Regions from separate parts of the Gossypium hirsutum genome. Here region 1 is linked to region 2. Evidence: chromatin contacts called from public Hi-C data. All regions are on one chromosome and are shown on one strand. Each heading gives the region's core, a stretch centred on a gene start, on an enhancer-like site or on the middle of the called end of the contact. The rest is flanking DNA. Distances are from core to core; before and after follow the strand shown. Region 1 holds the start of LOC107963648 (putative disease resistance protein RGA3). Region 2 holds the start of LOC107963641 (NADH dehydrogenase (ubiquinone) complex I, assembly factor 6).

Evidence for each region. A called contact is a pair of places that touch in the nucleus more often than the background predicts.
Region 1: a contact with region 2 is called in a Hi-C map of leaf, with 1.7 times the contacts expected there. The contact joins the promoter of LOC107963648 here to the promoter of LOC107963641 in region 2. A contact is called at or near these places in 2 of 34 Hi-C or Micro-C datasets (callus and leaf).

The regions. Positions count from the first base shown.
Region 1 is chrA03:2,355,117-2,360,476 of Gossypium_hirsutum_v2.1, forward strand. It overlaps LOC107963648 (putative disease resistance protein RGA3), which reads right to left and starts at 2,779. Exons shown (of 4, transcript XM_041105472.1): 1 at 2,703-2,779; 2 at 1-2,279. The coding sequence starts at 2,264.
Region 2 is chrA03:2,099,111-2,103,987 of Gossypium_hirsutum_v2.1, forward strand. LOC107963641 (NADH dehydrogenase (ubiquinone) complex I, assembly factor 6) reads right to left here and starts at 2,786. Exons shown (of 2, transcript XM_016900065.2): 1 at 2,591-2,786; 2 at 1,085-2,233. The coding sequence starts at 2,198. The coding sequence ends at 1,293.

The sequences.
Region 1 (5,360 bases), core at 1,529-4,028, 260 kb after region 2:
AAGCTTTCGCCTCGATAATTTCGAACAATTAAGCTCTGCAAATTTGAGTGGGGTTGGAGGCCTTCTATCACTTCCTGACAGTTATTACTCCAGCTAAAATCAAATATCACCTTGCATAATTTTTCCTTGAGGTGCAGATATGCTCCATGAGCCTCTTGTTTGTCTCTAACATGTCGAAGGTCGCGTATCCTTAATTCTCCACGGAGTTCGTTTAAAGATCCTAGCTCCTTAACTCGATGTCCCTTTTCTGAACCCACAAAAAATATGGGCAATGTTTGCAGACAAGTTAGGTTTCCAATTAAGACCGGTTGAATAGGTTTTCTATCAAAATATAAGTGCTTCAAGTTTATCAAGTTTCTCAATCCATCCGGAATTGTGAGTCTCCGTAAACCCAAAAGCCTCAATGTTTGCAGATTGTAAAGTTTGGTTGTAGACTTGGGTAATTCTATGATAGAAGTCTTTGAGATGTCTAAATACCTCAGGTGCTTCAATTCTCCAAGGGAAGTTGGCAACTCGAGAATATTAGAACCGACAAACTTTAGGACTCTCAAACTTGTGAAGGTTATTGATAGTTTTTTGAACACATCAATCTCTGAAAACAACGAGTGTAATTTTGGAGCAGCCATTGTCAACATTCTTGGCAATAATTCCCCATCACATCCAACATTGAGATGACGAATATGGAAAAACTCATTTAGGGTAGAAGCGGAATTTTCTTGGAAAATCAAAGTATCAAACTTTGACACAGACAAAGCTAAATCATGCACCATGTCGTGCATCTTGAATGTGAGAATATTCCCGCATGTATCTTTCTCAACATCTTGAAATAAGGAAATTGATAACAATTCATTCAAGTATTTGTTACCAGTATCCATCATTTCCATAGAGCTACCAAGAAATCCTTCGGCCATCCATAGTTGGATCAGTTGCTCTTTTTCAAAGCAATAATCTTTAGGAAACATGGCACAATATGCAAAACACTTCTTCAAAGATGGAGAAGACAAATGATCGAAACTTAATTGTAACACACTTTCTATTGAACCCCATACATCACTGTTTTGAATTTTCAACCAAGTGCCTTGACTCATTTCAATGTTGCACATTATCCCTGCAATAACTTTAGCCACCAATGGCACACCTTGACACAGTTTAGCATTTTCCATTCCAATTAACTCTAATTCGTGAGACACTAGACAGCCTCTCGATGCACGTTCTTTAATTATGGACCAACATTCTTCATCTTTTAATCTTCCTGGTTGATGCCTTCGATTCGGAAGTGCTTGCATTGCTGATGCTACTACTTCGCTGCGCGTTGTAACAATAACTCTATTGCCCTCATTTTGATTAACTCCAATCAGACAATCCTTCAGTTCCTTCCATTTCGCAACATCCCACACATCATCAAGTACAAGAAGATACCTGATCTGATCCTTTTCTCCTTTGGCTCGTTCAATCTTCTCCTTGAGTTTCTTAATCATTGCACTCATATTTTGAGGAATTGAGATCTGATCGTCAGTAAAATGCTCTAACATCTCTTTTAAAATCCTCTTGACATCAAAATGATCAGAAACACACACCCAGAATTTGACATCAAAATGCCTTTTCACATTCAAATCATCATACACCAGCTTTGCTAAAGTAGTTTTGCCAAGACCTGCCATGCCTACTATTGGCACAACAGACACAATCTGTTCATCTTTGGGATTGACTAACAGGTCAACTACTTTTGAAACATCATGTTTCCTTCCGACAATGTTTGAGTCATCGGGATAGGAGATTGTCTCCACCTTTGGTCCTCCATATGCAGGAACTGGAGTTATACGATCTATAGCTCTCTGTTGAAGACCAAATTGATCGGCCAAGTTGTTAAGGTCATCCAGTGATTTAAGGATGTCCTTAATTTTATTAGCCATCTTGAGACGAAATAAAATGGAATTGTTAGAAGAAGGGAAGTCGAGTACCTTCCTCCAAATTTGGTTCCGAAGCTCCACTTTCCTTCGGAGAATTTCATAAGCAAACTCATCAAGCACATCATTGGCCTCGTAAGCAACATCTTTGAGCCTCGTCAACCAACGTTTCACTGCTTTCTCCTTTGTTTGACTTTCCATTGCATCTTGCAAGAAATCTTCGATCATTTCTAGTGAGTCACGCAATCTTTTCAGCTCCTTCTGGAAACCCCATGCAAGGCTGGTTTGTTCAGCAGCAATTGAAATCAGTTTAGACACCAGTTCTTCAAGGACAGCACCCAAAAGAGCTTCTGCCATCTTTGCTTCTGCAATCTGGAAGGTTTGAAAGAAAATCCCACACAAAACAAAGAAGATAAGAACAAATTTGTAAGTCTGGAAATTAAACAACGATTATATCATGTGTAAAGGATGATACTAAGTCTTGGAAATCAAATGGACTAATGAAACGAAGATGAGTTGCTTTTGGTAAAGGTCAATTGAATTGCGTCTTTTTTTTATGAAATATATGAAAAAGCAGGTAGGCAAGTGGGGTAGGCAAAAACAGCGTGCATTATTTTATGACTAGTTCAATTATTTTGGCATCGGATCCTTTTTTATTTTTTAATCAAATATGGCTCCTATTCCAAGCAATATATAAAAATTATGCTGCCACTATATAATCCAAGGCCGCTACAGAGAATCTAAATGTCTATAAAATGTGAATTGAACTGTAAAAATCAATTAAAATGTAGTTACCTCCCCTAGAAAGCTTCAAGCCGATGAAAGAAACTTGGAAATAAAGACAGATTTCTGGAATGTGAGACATCTTGCACCAACAGCTAGAGGGTCTGCTTGGCTCATCTTTCATTTGATCCCCATAACTGTAAATTTTGATCTTAATTAAATTGATAAAACATATTATTTACATTCATTTTATAATCTATATTTGAAGTTTATATATAATTATAATAATTAAATATCATTATTAAAAGAAGTTTATAACTTAATACACTATTTATGAAATTAAAATATGCCATAAATTTATATACTATTTATAAATTTAGAATTTAATTCTTATATTTTTATTTTTAGGAATTAGTCTTTTAATTTTTTAATTTTTTTAAAATTTAAATTAATTTTTTACAATGTTATATATATTTTTTAAATTTGTTTGTGTGACATGTTAAAATAAAATAAAATGATTAGTTGGTTGCCATGTAAGTATGAAAATTACGTTGCAATGAACCTAAATTTAATGAAATAATTTTAAAAATATTAAATGTTGGACATAAATTTTAAAACCTGAAATATAAAGAGACTAAATTCCTAAAAATAAAAATATAGGGATTAAATTCTAAATTTACAAAGAGTACAAAAACTTATCACATATTTTAATCTAATCAATATTGAGAAAATTAGGTGCATATGCCATTTCGAAAGAAAAATTAAGAGATTAGGCTACTTTTTTTTTAATTTAAGGAAATAAGTCGTTCTTCTAATATGTAGCTACCTTATAAGCATAAGATGTTGTTCGAAATTTACTTTGCACAAAATTTTTATTTTAAAAAATAAAAAAATTAAATATGAACCATTAATGGATCCCCAATAATTAGAAAATTTTAATTGATTTTCTAACCATGGGACCAATGGCTAAAAATTGAAAAAAAAAATCAAGCGGCCCCCAGACCCTACACGTATAATTTTTTTTTCATTCAATTTTATCCATCCATCTTTTCTCTCAATTTCAAACTATTTTTCTCTTAATTTTCTATCATAATATTTCAATTTTCTCTCAAAATTTTCTTCTCTCAATTTTCTATCTTAAGGGTTTATAATTTCTTGATTTTATTCGTTTTTCATTATCTCAAATATTTCAAGTAAAATAATATTTATTTTTAAATCTGTTCATTTTTTTCATTATCTCAATTTTCTATCTTAAGGGCATAATGACTTATCTGGTCCTCTAACTTTATAAAAAAAAAAAAAGAGTCATCTTAGCCTTTCACTTAATTTTTACATGTTTTAGCTCTAAAACTTGTATTGTTTGTCAAATCACCCCAAAATGGATGGAAAAATTAACATTAGTTAACTTTGCTTACATGACATTCACATGTACATGCCACGTTTACAATTAATTAATTCTTTAAAAATCAAAAATATTTTTTTATAATTTTTATACTCTTTAATAATTTTAATAATTTAAATAAATAATTAAAATTACTTTTTTATAAAATTAAAAAACCAAATAAACTATTACACCCAAAAATTAATATCAGACCAATGGGACAAAGTGAAGAGGACCATGATTAAATGTTGCAATTTCACTTTTAATGTCACTTATAAATTAACGATACAATTTAACTCATTTCAGCTTAGTTTGAATGAAAAAATGAAATTAGATTTTGATGTCCTCCAAAATATTAATTATTGAATTTAACCAATTTCACATAAAATGTCACTCTACATCTTTAAATATTATGTTAACTGTTAATATAAAATTCCTTACATCATCGATACATGCAAAGAAGTGTTTCTTAATAAATTTACAATTTAGTCTCTAATGATATCAAACATTTTCTGTTCAATCCTTTAGACATTAAAAAGAAACTAGCCAACCAATCATATCTTGTCACATGTCATACCATGACATCATTGTGACACCATCATTTAAAAAAAAACCTTAAAAATTTAAAATTTATAAAAAAAATATATAAAATATAAAAATACTAAATTTTATTATTTTAAAAATACTAAAAATATTAAATTTTTAGAATTTTATAAATTACATTTACTAAAACTTGAACAGGAAATCATTGTCTCTTGGAAGGATATCACTTACCGTAATTGTTTTATAATTTAATCAATCAGAATTTATATTTGGTAGATTTTTTACGTGATAAATTTGGATAATTTTTTTTTCAAATTATTTAAATAATGAAAAAGTATTATTTTAATTAAATAATCATTTAAATAATAAATATGATATTTTAAAAATTTTTTGAATGATGATATCAATCATCATGTGACACATGAAAACATATGATTGGCAAAATATCTCAACCCTTAACTCTTAATGTCCAAAAAAATAAATTGGAAACTTTAATAACATTAAAGACTGAAGTGAGAAAAATACTTTAAGGATAAAAAATATATATATATAATTTAGGGACTAAAATGTAAATTAAGTATTAAAAGTTTCACGATTGTTAAAGTAATGTAAAATAACTTTGAAAAAAGAGCTTTAAAAAGTTTAATCTTAAAAACTAAAATAAAAAGAAACATTGCTAAAAGATTTGGTCAGACATTATAAATGGGTTTTTGTAACCTTTTGGAAATATAAATTATATCCATAGATATATAAACCAATTTATAAAGAAAATGATATATATGTATTATCATATAATAATTATTTTT
Region 2 (4,877 bases), core at 1,536-4,035:
TTTTATGATTAAAAGTGATTAAAATTTACTTACTAAAACTGGACTCTAACTCTTTACATGAAAGTGTTGTTTAACCTTAGAAACTATTATTAGTGCTGTCAGTTGCAACTCACTTTGCAACAATAATAATTGAAGCTTACCTATTTTAGTTAGCATATTTTGACTGCATCTTTGTAACTATTTTTGTGCAAGTTTTTAATGGATTTCACACAGTAAGTTTTGTAGTTAATATAAGGAATACCTTAGCAAAAAGAAAGTTAATATAAGGAAGTATTCAGTCAATAAAAAACATCATTTGAAGAATCCTAGTGTTTTCCACTAATCATATTTGAAGAGTTTTCAAACACCTTAACCATATTAGGATGCTTATTTATAATAGAGGGACCAAATTTTGGTAAAATGAATATATTACAGCAACCCTAGGCCCCCTTTTGATGAGTGTTGAACTTATATTTTGGGTCCAATATCTCTCTATATATGTTGAAAGCAAGGAATTTGCAAGTTGTCCGAAGACCATCTAAAGAAGAATAATACAATCAAAATTAATGCTCAAAGATAATGAAAATTTTGGGGACCAATGTCTACTAAGAGAGGCCGAAGGTGCAAAAACGTGGCTATAGCATTAACCTTAAAATTCAGGCCTCAAAGTAGATTGCCCCAACTTGGCCCAAGTGAAAATAAAAGAAGTTTTTTCTTTTTGCTGTTTGGGTCTTCATAAATTCATACACCTAACGCCCCCATCTGTCTTCCTTTTTGTTTTTGGATATTCTCACAAGCAAAATGTTCTTTTTTGAGATTAACAATGAATTGGCCTATCAATATGCACATCCACCCAAATTTTCGGCTGTGACAGCTTGCCTCTTAGTGCCTAACCGGTTAGGCCCTATTAGTCTTATCCAATTCGATTAAATAATAATTCATAATTCAATAATGATGATATTATAAAAATATAGGTTCAAATTATGTCAAACATACGGGCTAAATCCCAAACATAAACATTTCAGAAGGACCAAAACCATAATTTGATTTGTTGAAATGTCATCAACAAGAGTCAAACGAGGTTGCCCGGACAGGAAATTGTTGATTGTCTCAAAATAAAGCCATAATAAATTAGAAAGGATCACAAAGCTGTTGGCCACAATGATCATAGTTCAATGGTTAAGAAACACGTTTCATAAGGACACTCAATCCCCTTATTATGAAAGAGCAAATACAACAAAGCTCTTGTTTCTGGTTCGTTTAGCCGACTGCAAAAAGTTTTCCGGTCAGCAGAAATTGTAACGATATGTTATTTAGTATATCCCTCGCCATGAATACCACTTTAGTTTCAATTGGAACCACAATGGAGGTCTGCCTAGAACCCCTCTTGCTAACCTTGAATCAAATACATCAAACTGCACTTTGCTGAGGGAATCCAATAGAACTTGGGCAGGCACAGCCGGTAGAAGTGCTTTTCGTGCTTCAACCGGCACAGAGTTAGCTAATTCACGGGCTTTCACCAAATGGGCATTGGCTACTGATGCCATTTCAAAAACCGCGTCACATAAGCCCTCCCGAGAGTCCAGGCGGATCTCTGAGCGACCTCCTTCCTTAACTAGCAGCCCATGCTTGGCTGCCAATTTAGCTGGTATGTAAGAAAAGTGACGGTTGCGGCTAGCATGGTATGGCAGCGACTTAAGTAGCAAAAGGAGGCCACTTGCCTTACCGACATGCGATGCTGCATGGTCAACTGCAGTAGACTTGATACCACCAGCTTGAAGAGTCATGTATAGAAGAGTTGATGCAGTATCTTCTGCATATTTCTCTAACTCCTCGATACTCTCCGGTAGGTCAATAACGTCTCTATTTGCATCATTTATCCGAGCATCAACTACCCGTTTTAACCAAGCCTTGCTGATTTTACTTTCGGATATAACTGATGAGAGTGCCTGGGCTGTCGGGTGCTCGATCAGTTTATTAGCATAAATTTTGTCAATGGCTTCTTGCCACCAAAGAAGGCGCATGAGACCAATCTTGGGATCAGAAGCAACATCCATAGCTCTAGCAGTTTCGACATTGAAAGCACGGAGTGCAAATGCAGCCTTTCGCATATTAGCAGGAAGCTCAAGGAGGCATAGGTAGTGATGATAATCATAGCTCCGCACTTGCTGTACACAGTGGGAGAAAGCTGCCCTTAAGCTACTAGATGCACCCTTCATCAAGCCCCAATGTGACTCCTCCTGCAATGCAATTACTACATTGCCAATGAATATTTTCAACAGATAAAGCAAACCCAACAACAAACAGAGAAACAAGATCTCGGCATACAAATTTTGAGAAGGTTCTAATAAATACACTTACCAGCATCTACTAACACATGAGATGAAAAAAGAACCAATAGGAAAAATGGGGTTTCTGAATTTTAAACACACTCCAGCCAATAAATTTTAGTTCATGGACGATCATCATATACAGAGTAAATTCATTGAAAGCTAATAATTCACAGAGGTATTTCATCGAGCATGTTGAATGCATTATTAAAATCAAAACTACACGCTTTCATAATATGATCCTAGAACAAGACGTTAAAGAAAGGAAAAGGGTAACGTACCGAGAGTGATAAACAGCTTTTTAAAAATGGAAAATAGCAAAGGCAAAGGATGAGTGCAGCGAGCGAGCAAGCAAGCAATTGGCCGTGTGGAAGCCACGCGAAAGCAACAAATACGGCATAGACTTTCAAAGGTCGTTTTCTTCTTTTCCTTTTTTTTTTAATTTTTTTTACATTTTTGGGTTTGGCTTTTGACTTTTTTGGATTTGAGCCTATTGGAATAGGAAATAGGCTTGGGCTTTTTTTTTTCGGTTTTTGCCAAAAACAAAAAATTAATTCAATTAATTTTTAGGTAATCTACAAAAATAGTCACTTTTGTTTGCCTCAGATTACATTTTAGTCACTTATGTTTAAAATGTTACGTTTGAGTCACTTATGTTATTATTTTGTTACAAAGTGATCACTCTACCGTTAAGTTCCGTTATTTATCTCTCTAATGGTAATCGTAGGTGGCAGTACAACTAGATTTTAGGTGCCAACTTAGATTTCTAAATGGGATTAAAATAAATTCTTAATTAAAAAAACTTAATTAATTAAAATTTTCAAACCTAAACCTTAACTAAAAAAACTGTTCATCTCCTCTTTTTAAGTTTTCTTCTATCTCTTCTTTATTTTCTATGGGTTTTTTTTTTCATTTGACTAGAAAAGCTATTATTAAGATCAAAATAGTTGAGATGGAAGAAAAATTAAAAAGAGAATATGGACAATTTTTTTAGTTAAGGTTTAGGTTTAAAATTTTAATTAATTAAAATTTTTAATTAAAAATCTATTTTTATCCTATTTAGAAATCCAAGTTGGCACTTAAAATCTATTTGGACTGCCACGTAGGATTACCGTTAGAGAGATAACAGAACTTAACAGTAGAGTGATCACTTCGTAACAAAATAATAACATAAGTGACTAAAACGTAACATTTCAAACATAAGTGACTAAAATGTAACCTGAGGCAAACAAAAGTGACTATTTTTGTAGATTACCCTTAATTTTTTTACTACTAGTTCAACTGTTTCTCGGTCAACCGTAGTTCAATAAGGTTTGTAAGTCAAATGGTTTAATTCCTCTTTTTAAACTAAGCTATCTTTACAATTTTGATTTGGGTGTTTTAAGATTGTGTTGTATAGTCGAAGCATAATAAATCTTTTAAGAAAAGTGTCTTATACATTAAATTTTATTTTCATTACTTTACATTTTTTCCGAACATGAATTTGATTGTGTTGAGATATTGTGAAATAAAGTGAGGTAAGAACATTAAAGTTTATGTTTTGAGATACAATTCGATATCTAATTGACCACAGACATGGTTATTATATGAAAGAGGGAGCTATGATTTTTATATTCAGTCTATAATTTGTTTGGAGGTAGGATTGTTTATGGTTAGGTCAAATTTTTAATCGAGATCATTTATTGTATGAATACTTTATTAAGTTACTTATGTTGATAAGATTCGAAATATAAATCTTAAATTTTAAATGAATAAATTGTAAATGGTTAGCCTTAACCATTAAACCTCGTTCATATTACTTTTAAGCTATGAACAAAAATCAAGCAGCAACTTCTTGCTCTTTTGAAGCAAGCTCGTTTTGGATACGTTGAGAGGCAGCATCGGAACTTGGACAATTGCATGGTGTAGGATGCTCGACCTTTCGTCCTTTCTCAGAGAGTGCCGACATACTGGAACATCTCTGCCAACAGAACGATCGAATCCACCACCTGCATTTATCCAACACCGAACTCGCAAACATCTCCGCCAAATGTATTAATCCTAGGCCTTGCCTTTCTAATCCCTTCTCTATAGGCTCCCCTGGCTGCTAACTGAAACGTTAAGAAGCTTGAATCTACCTCGTGGTAAGAACTGTCTACTAGCACAGCTCGTACATCGACAACGGGGAAGCCGACGAGCATGTCAAAGTAAATTCGTCACTATCATGTCCGTAGTCCTAAAAAAGTTCACCCCTAGACGATCCATCTTATTCCCACCAGCAACACTGTCAAACAAGCATATAGCATAATCTGTCGAAAGAAATGGTTCTTATTTATACTCATTCTCGTAAGATAGAAGTGCCATCGGGATTTTATCCTATCCATAATCTTTTTGAGAGAAACGGTTCCTATTCATGCTTGTTCTCGCAAGATAGAAGTGTCGTTGGGATCGGATCTTACCTATAATCTGGAAAAAGAAATGGTTCCTATTCACACTCATTCTCACAAGATAGAAGTGTCGTCAGGACTGGATACTATCCATAATCCGTTGAAAAAATAGTTCCTATTCACACTTATTCTTGTAAGATAG